Regions from separate parts of the Mus musculus genome. Here regions 1 and 2 are each linked to region 3. Evidence: chromatin contacts called from public HiChIP or PLAC-seq data. All regions are on one chromosome and are shown on one strand. Each heading gives the region's core, a stretch centred on a gene start, on an enhancer-like site or on the middle of the called end of the contact. The rest is flanking DNA. Distances are from core to core; before and after follow the strand shown. Region 1 overlaps Cers6 (ceramide synthase 6). Region 2 overlaps Cers6 (ceramide synthase 6). Region 3 has its middle 40 kb from the start of Gm36174.

Region 1 (2,700 bases), core at 160-2,659, 200 kb before region 3:
GAATGCCACAGATTATCTATATAGTTTACAGATATAAAGGGGCATCATCAGCCCATTAAAATTCCCCATTCTTTTTAATAAACCACTTGACTTTGCCAGGTTTCAGCTACAAAAGGAATGAATTTCGGATGAGAAAAAAAAAAGTACATTTCTAGTACAGATGGAGGGAGAAAAAAGAAGACCCTTTGTTAATCACTATACTATGAGTAGCTGGGGGTTTCTTTCTTCCTTTCCAAAAGGAAGAGTTTGTCATGCACTCAAGTTCTTACACAGTCTCTTATTGACAATGTTCTCTCTTGGGTGCTTTATTTTTGAACAAAGAAGTATTCTCTTAATGAAGCCACTTGACCTCCTCAATCAATGTTAGTTTGTGATGCTTAGAAAGGTCAGCTGATGCCATCAGCTCTTTTAAGAAAGCAGAGGCATTTAACAAAAAAGCAAACAAAAGGCTTGACTATTCTAGCATCATGACCGTGTAACTGTTCATATCAGACATGATTACAAACAGCCTCTTAAGATCTCTTTTAGTAAGGAATGCAGTAAGGGAGAGTTTTAGAGATTGCCAGTATACATCTATTGGAAGAAACAAAAATAAAATGCACTAAAGAGGTAAAGGATGGCTGGGCACGGGATAAACTTTAGAGCAGTGCTTCTCCATCTGTGGGTCATGACCCCTTTGGGGGTTGGAAGATACTTTCACAGGGGTCACCTAAGATCCTCAGAAAACACAGATATTTGCATTATGATTTATAACACTAGCAAAATGACAGTTAGGAAGTAGCAACAAAACAATTTTATGGTTGGGCATCAGCACAACATGAGGAACTGTGTTAAAGGATCACAGGAATTAGGAAGGATTAGGGAGGTTGAGAACCACTGAGTTAGAGGAACAACTTCAAAAGTAGATGCCAAACACAACTGCAATGGGGGTAAAAAGAACAAAGTCTGCTGGTTTCTTCTGGATGTTATGAAGTGACTCCACTGCAGTCAAAGACAGACGCCAATGAGGAATGTGAACATGTTACTTCGTGGCAGTAAATGAGTAAGCATTCCTATATAAGCCTTCAATTAATGTAATTAACACACAATTGATATTGTTTCATCTTCTAAAGTGGGCACATAAGGGCTGGGGATGTAGTTCAGTTGGTAGAGTGCTTGCCTAAAAAGCAGAAGGCCCTGGGCTCAATCCTTAGCACTGCATAAACCAGCCAGGATGATGCAAGCCTACGATCCCAGCCCTCAGGAAGTAAAGCAGGAGGCTAATTTCAAAATCATAGTCAACGACAAAGCAAGTTTGAAGCCAATCTGGGTTACATGCAACCTTGTCTCCAGAACTCCCAAGGGCTGGTCCCAGAATGTCTTTATATAGGAAGGCATCCTGTCACCTGGCTTTGGTATGTGGCAGTTGAGAAAGTCTAAGCTTAGTTAGCAATGGTATGAAAGTGAGTCAGAGATATGTCAGACATTGCCTCAGTGCTCAACCACTAGAATTCCAGAATTAGGAAGGAGACGAGAAAAACCTTGCATTCCCAAGGGACCAAGACATCTACTTAGTACTTTTGCTATGATAAAAGAATCTCACACTCATGTTTTCTTCAGAGCAAACAGATGATTATACTAACTTCATAACCCATGTTTTCAATTTAAAATTGTGTGGGCTAACAAAGGAGCAGGGCCCTAAAACAGTATTTCCGTGCTTGCAGGCAAGGAACCGAGCCTTTGGAGTATTTGAGCAGTCTCTCTTGTAACACCATTTTCCCTCCAAAGCTGTTCTGCCAGGCTATCCTTTCATAGTCACGTGAACAGAACATTCTGGAAATAGGTCAGGAAGTCAAGTTTAAAAAAAAAAAAAAGACCCATGACAACAGACTGCTTCCACTTAACCTATTCTATACCCTCTAAGGGGAGAGACTCATGAGTCCCCCACAGGCCTCCCTGAGGGACTACAGGAAGTGAATGGTCACTGGGGGAGAATTTGTCACTTTCTTCAGTGGTGTGGCTTCTGATGAATTGTTCATGCTTGGGGAAGTAACTTGCTACCCATGCTCACAGTGGGTTCTACATACAAAAGCAACATGGTAGTAAAAGACAGACCCTTTGGGAAAAAGAATGGTTCCAGTGGGAGGGAGAATGGGGGAGAGAGGGAAATGGGAGGAAGGTGAAAGGGCTAAAATTCATTATACACACATAGGAGACTATCAACAAATACGAAAAGGTAAACATCTTTTAAAAGAAACAACGCAATCATTCGAAGGCAAATAGTGTTGGCATTTGTATCTTAATGAGCAGCTGATTGACATTAATGTTTCCCAAAGTGTCTCAGCGCTCAGCCTAGTGCTGGTCTAAAGTTTCCCTAGCAGGAACCACATGAGAAGAAAGTGTGGGCCATAACCCAAACTAACACAAAAGCCCCTCTCTATACCCTGCACATACTCTCCCAAGTATCTCAGACTCTGCCCGTCAGGAGCAGGGCAGGGAATTACCAAAGCATTGCATGCAAACCATCAGCTGCTCGTCTCTCCTGGGATGCTGTTCCTGGTGTGAGCCCAAGCTCGGGTTCTGCAAACCTCCCTAAAAGCAAGGTGGAATGGCTTGCTAGTGACAGAGCTTCCCTCTCTACAGGACAGGGCATTAAGCTCCAGCAAAGGTAGCAGTCATTTGCATCCATCAGCTTCACTAAACCTAAGAGTCAGCTGCACT
Region 2 (2,700 bases), core at 87-2,586, 230 kb before region 3:
GAGCAGGGAGTTGTTCTCCATCTTGACCCAGGGTTTGAATTAATTCTCTTAGTGAAACTTCTGGCTGTAGATGGGCTTCAGGAGTTAGGCCACTGCACTTGAAGAACTGATATTTGCTGGTCATGCCAAAACCAAAGCAAGCTGTTGAGCCAACTGTCTGTATTGGGAGCAAGAGGAGGGTTGGGGAAGGTAACAGTGATTCGGGCCCAGAGAAGCAGAAATGGAGTGACAGGCACTTTATCCTCTGGACCTCTACCAGGAAAACGGGACACCCTTTGGCATTTGTGTCTACAAATTTCCCTTTCTCTCCGGAGATACGGAAAAGAAAGTGGGAAATGAGAATATACCGTCTCCCTCAAATGGTCTCTTTACTTTTCCTGCCCATTCTTCCAATGTCAGTTTCAACCCACGGGCAAGGCAGTATGTGGGACATTTGCTTCATTTTAAAAGCAAGTTCTAGAATGTTCAGTTTCCTACTTCTTTTTCCTATTCTCTAGCTTAGAAATGTGCTCAGTTCTCAATATGGATCGCATGAGTCCCACCATCTGCCACGTGGATAAAGAGCAGATCTGATGTGCCCTGATTACAGACTTTCAGCAACTCTGCCTGCAGTGCTGACAGTGTTAGTGGTGTGCATGGAAGCAGGCAACAAGTCCATGTGGATCGCTATGTCCTCTGCACAGCACGGGGTGGAGATAAGAGGAGAGACTCACAGCCATGAGGACTGGGAAAGATCAAAGGGGAGGAGTCCACTACAGTCCATACTTGTGATGGCCATCTGAGCATTCAAGGCATCAACCATCCTGGTTACTACAAGTCAAACAGGTTCGCTAAGTCTATGAGTGGGGGCAGTGGGGGATTGCAAACCTTTCCCATTAAAAGTAATATATGTTTTACACGTTCTAGACCCTAGTACAGTAAGAAAAGCTTTTCTTGGTTGAAAACATGAAAGTATTTCTGGAAACCCTAGGCACATACAATTTTAGTAGACACTAAGCATGTTTAAGTCTAAAAATGGTCCTTAAAAATAAAGTGCTCTCCCATCCTCCCACCACAACTGAAGGCAAAGAGGTATAATATCAGAGTAGGCTGGCACTGCAGGACTTGACGCAATACCAAGCCCTTCTTAGGGGAGGCTGTTTGACAGTGGTGAGGGCGGGTGAAGAATCACACAGCCTGGGGCTGGGTGCCATCCCTACCACCTGACGTTACTTAACCTCTCTGACATGGTTTTCCTTTCTAAATGGTGTAGCAACTCGAGCTTCTGCCCAGGGAGAAGATCACTGGACTGTCACAGTACAGATCTCAGCAGACATAGCTTACGACATGAGCTACCCACTTCCCCCTCCTTCCCCAAATCAGCCGCCTGCTTCTCCGAGGGATGCCACAGAACTAGAGTCCATTCAACAATTATTTCTAAGCGTAAGCTTTTTGAGAAAGCGTGTGACAGGGACTGGAGGCACAGCAGTCCACATGCATGAAGCCTGGGTTTAATGTCCGGCACCCAAAAATAGAAGGCTGTACCCTACCTCACTATTCACTACCTTCAGATGAAGTATAGGGGACCCTTGGACAAAAAACAGCTTCTTACCCCAGTGGGAAAAGATCCCAAGTGAAATAACAATACCCCCGTGTTTAAGCAACAAACAGGCATGCTCTGGAGGAAGTAGGAAAAAAAGTGGAAAGGAAGGAAAGAAGAAAAGAGAAGGGGAAGGAAGGGGGAAGGAGGAAGAAGGAAGGGGGAGGGGCAAGATCTTTAGATGCTTTATTTTGTTTTTTTTTTTGTTTTTTTTTGTTTTTTTTTTTTTTTTCGTGACAGGGTTTCTCTGTATAGCCCTGGCTGTCCTGGAACTCACTTTGTAGACCAGGCTGGCCTTGAACTCAGAAATCCTCCTGCCTCTGCCTCCCGAGTGCTGGGATTAAAGGCATGTGCCACCACCGCCCAGATTAGATGCTTTATTTGTTTGCTTATGTAAATAAGTACTTAGACTTTGCAGTGCTGAAGAGCAAAAGAACGGCACAACCTTGTACACACCAGGCAAGAGCTCGCCCATCGAGCTGGATGCCCAAGGTTGAGAAGTCTCTCTAAACTTCCACTTCTTCTCTTCTCTCCTTTCAGAAGTAGCTTCGTAAGCTGCCAAGAGCAGGCTTGTGTCCTCTCTTTTCTCTTTTCATGTTCAGCCTCTTCCATGCCAACTGTCCAAAACTGGCTTTCTGCCCACCATCCCTGAGTGTACCTAGCAAGATGAAGCTCATGTGGATGAAGTGGTTATCTCCAGAGCTGAGCCAAAAGCCAAAGACAGGCAAAAGCCACAGACGACAGCAGCTGCGGGGCCAACACGTCTTCCCATGCACCCAGGGTCTACTGCTGCAATTCCTTCCTTCCACCGTAACCAGGGCCCTTTCCCCGCTCAGGCTCAACTGTCTGTAACTTCTTCATTTTTCTCCTAAACCAAGGCTGAAGTCCTGGCTGATCCATCACGGACATGGGTGCTCGTCTAGCCCCGCCTTATTTTTCATTACATGAAGCCTCTTCTCATCCCATGACTCTACAAACAATCCTTCATTGTGGGGGTCTCCTTCATTGCTCCAAGTTTGGTCTACTCCTTAACTTCCATTTTGCTGAACTTCCTGTACAATGCACCCTTCTCCTCTCTCATCCAAGAGGTCCATCTGTACCATCACCGCAGTCCTCAATAC
Region 3 (2,700 bases), core at 94-2,593:
CCGGCCCTGCTTCCTCCCTGTCTGCATCTCCAGAGAGGAGGAACACAAAGATGGCGGTGAGAGCAGGTGTCTCCTTGAGAAACTCTTCCTTAGTTTAGGTCTGGGGAAACACAGAACACTGAGCATCTGAAACTGAAGCTCCCAGAACATTCTCCGTGTGGCCCACGGTATCTCACGTGTGAGCATCTGTATGGGAGGCTGGGGATGAGACAGGTCCTCACCTCAATGTGAGGCTGCCTGACTTTGCTCTGTGCAGATCCCTCTGTGGGCAGCTAGAGTAGGCAGTGCCCATGTGGACTTCAGTTACTGGAGTTGCTGGAGTCTACCATCAACTCACTGCTCTTTACACTGAGGAAAGACCATCAAGGAACACTCTGAGCAGTTAACAAATATCTGAGATTCCAGTCTAGAGTGACTTAAGGTAGCCAGGACTGGAAGCAAGAAAAATGGAAAGACTGGAAATACTCTTTCTTCCACAAACTTTGACCATAATTTTGAGACCAGGGCCAGTGCACCTCATAAGATGGACTTGTATCTTTGAAAATGGCATCCCTCTATCCCCTAATCAACTGTGGTTCCAGCATAGGAACAATACCACATCATGGAAAGGGCCTTTCAGCATTTATCACTATTTGCCACTGGAGAAAATAATGACAAACTGGCGTGTCTTTCTCCGGATGCTAATGGTCAGACATTTGCCATTAACTAGGGTAAGGACTGAAGGGAACCTGAAAATGGGGGCTGTTCCTACCCTGAAGCAGCACAATAATTTCCGGGCATTCTGTAGAACTCTGGGTTAAAATTTAATACTAAACAGTCTACGAGAATAAAGGATGGGGGTAGAATAGGAGGAAAATTGCAGGAGATAGGGAGCTGTTGTCTCAGAGCTGCCTTGTGCACATGAGGGCTGTTTTTAAACAATGAATCATTTTCCCACTCTCCTCAGCAGCTCCTTCCTGTAACCCTCAGCCTGCTGCGTCTCACTGAGAAAGGAGAAAAGGAAGGATGCAATTTATTCAGATTCCTGCAAGTGGCTAGCGCTCATTTGGACATCTCATCTGTACGTGTGCAACGGGCCATGCGAGGAAGAAGTACTAAAATAGACATCGAACTGCCAGGAGTGGAAGCAAAAACGCTGCCAAGACAGATAAGAGCAGGGCTTCGGAGATAAACCAAAGCATCAACTTCAGCATGGCCAGGAGGACAACAACATCCACAAATGCCTAACAGAAGTAGACTCGATGTAGGAAGTATGAATCAGGGACTGGGAGATCGACAGAAAGTGTCTCCAGAGCCCCCATTTCCTGATCAGAGGCACCCTTAGTCTCAAGTTACAAGACTGTTTCCTCCCAGCCCCAGACACTTCGGTGTCACTTCCGGTGGTGAATAATTACAAAGGCCAGGGAATAAAGTATAAAGGGGCATTAGAATGGAACAGAGTGACAAGTTCATATATTTGTGTCATACTGTTGCGCCTACCTCACACTCAGAAGTTTCCTGGGAGGACGTCAGTTTGTGATCTAGAGATCAACCTTTACACAGTTAACCCACAGCTGGACTACATTTCCCAGATATCCCTGGGTCAGGCCCAATCGTCCAAGAGAGATCTGCCTGATGAAATACAGGTGGAAGTGTTAGATTTACTTCCAGATATGGTCAGACCAGACCCCCTCTGCCTCCCAGACTCATCATCCTTCATGATTTTCCCACGGATACGGTGATGGCACAAGATGGAGGACACATGGGCCATAAGAGCTACTAGTCAATCAGGAACAAGAATTTTGAAACTTGGGGTGATGTTTCAATTCTCTGTTCCTGCAGAATGATTCCAAACAGCGAGCCAAAACAATTTGTTTTCATCTCTATTGGTACTATAGGCTGGCTCAGATGGATCTAACTTGGGCTGCTTCATATAGACTTGCAGTTAGTTGTGAGCATATCTCTTTCAATTCTTAACTTGATTCACTGCCCCGGCCCTCTGACAGCTCCTGAGAAACACTTTTAGAAGTCATAGGCCTGGAGAAGATGGCTTAATCGGCAAAGTGTTCCCTGAAGAAGCTGGCGGACCGGAGTTTGATTCTTCAGCTCACGTGCACACTCTTGTATCTCAGCATTTGCTATATGGAGATAGTAGGACCACTGGTTCTGCCAGGCAGACTTAAAGAGAGTAGTGAGGTCCTAACACAGTGGCAAACATCTGAGTAACATCTGCGGTCATCCCCTGTCCTCGAAGGCACATACAAACATTCAAAGAATTCATGTTCAAGGCCCTCCCAGTCCGTAGATAAGCAAATTTATGTGGATTAGAAGAGCGCCTAGAGACATACATTTTACACAGCGCTGTTTGCCGAGCTTAATTCTCTTCTCAGTCCTTTGAATTTTCTACCTCCCTGGCTACACACAGGGGGAGTCAGCCTCTTTGCAAACCTGACTGGTCAAGTCAGAATGATGGCACTCCCGGAAGCCACAGTCATGTTGCTCCTCTTTTTGATGACATTCTCCAGGGTGACCCTGAAGAATTCTCTTTGACACTCTGCCACATACTAAGGTTCTGGTGCACTGAGCTAGAGTCCTTAGCCTGAATCTTCGGCAGTGATAAACTTCTTGTTCACTTGCTCGATCTTCTTTACACAGAGGCTGAGCATCCACTTTGATCTTTCTGCCTTATTGCCTGGAATCCAGCTTGTCTTGCTGTGTCTG

Evidence for each region. HiChIP or PLAC-seq counts read pairs in DNA pulled down with a chosen protein or histone mark.
Region 1: an H3K4me3 HiChIP or PLAC-seq map of bone marrow-derived macrophages shows a contact between it and region 3, with 4 times the contacts expected there. The contact joins two enhancer-like sites. A contact is called at or near these places in 8 of 484 Hi-C or Micro-C datasets (bone marrow-derived macrophages, cortical neurons, granulocyte-monocyte progenitors and 4 more) and 3 of 115 datasets of contacts at active chromatin or transcription factors (bone marrow-derived macrophages and fibro-adipogenic progenitors).
Region 2: an H3K4me3 HiChIP or PLAC-seq map of bone marrow-derived macrophages shows a contact between it and region 3, with 8 times the contacts expected there. The contact joins two enhancer-like sites. A contact is called at or near these places in 4 of 484 Hi-C or Micro-C datasets (bone marrow-derived macrophages, liver, muscle stem cells and 1 more), 5 of 115 datasets of contacts at active chromatin or transcription factors (acute myeloid leukemia, bone marrow-derived macrophages, embryonic stem cells and 2 more) and 1 of 9 other capture datasets (embryonic stem cells).

What each region holds. Positions count from the first base shown.
Region 1 is chr2:68,982,265-68,984,964 of GRCm38.p6, reverse strand. The region is part of intron 3 of Cers6 (ceramide synthase 6); the gene reads right to left. Among named protein-coding and RNA genes, the nearest start is that of Gm52515, 15 kb to the right of the region's middle. Within about 2 kb of position 1,409, at least 77 of the 459 cell types and tissues checked have an H3K27ac peak or open chromatin away from gene starts, as enhancers often do. A contact at or near this core is called in bone marrow-derived macrophages and granulocyte-monocyte progenitors, where this site is marked.
Region 2 is chr2:69,013,952-69,016,651 of GRCm38.p6, reverse strand. The region is part of intron 4 of Cers6 (ceramide synthase 6); the gene reads right to left. Among named protein-coding and RNA genes, the nearest start is that of Gm52515, 47 kb to the right of the region's middle. Within about 2 kb of position 1,336, at least 38 of the 459 cell types and tissues checked have an H3K27ac peak or open chromatin away from gene starts, as enhancers often do. A contact at or near this core is called in acute myeloid leukemia and bone marrow-derived macrophages, where this site is marked.
Region 3 is chr2:68,781,209-68,783,908 of GRCm38.p6, reverse strand. No RefSeq gene overlaps it. Among named protein-coding and RNA genes, the nearest start is that of Gm36174, 40 kb to the left of the region's middle. Within about 2 kb of position 1,343, at least 95 of the 459 cell types and tissues checked have an H3K27ac peak or open chromatin away from gene starts, as enhancers often do. A contact at or near this core is called in acute myeloid leukemia, bone marrow-derived macrophages and granulocyte-monocyte progenitors, where this site is marked.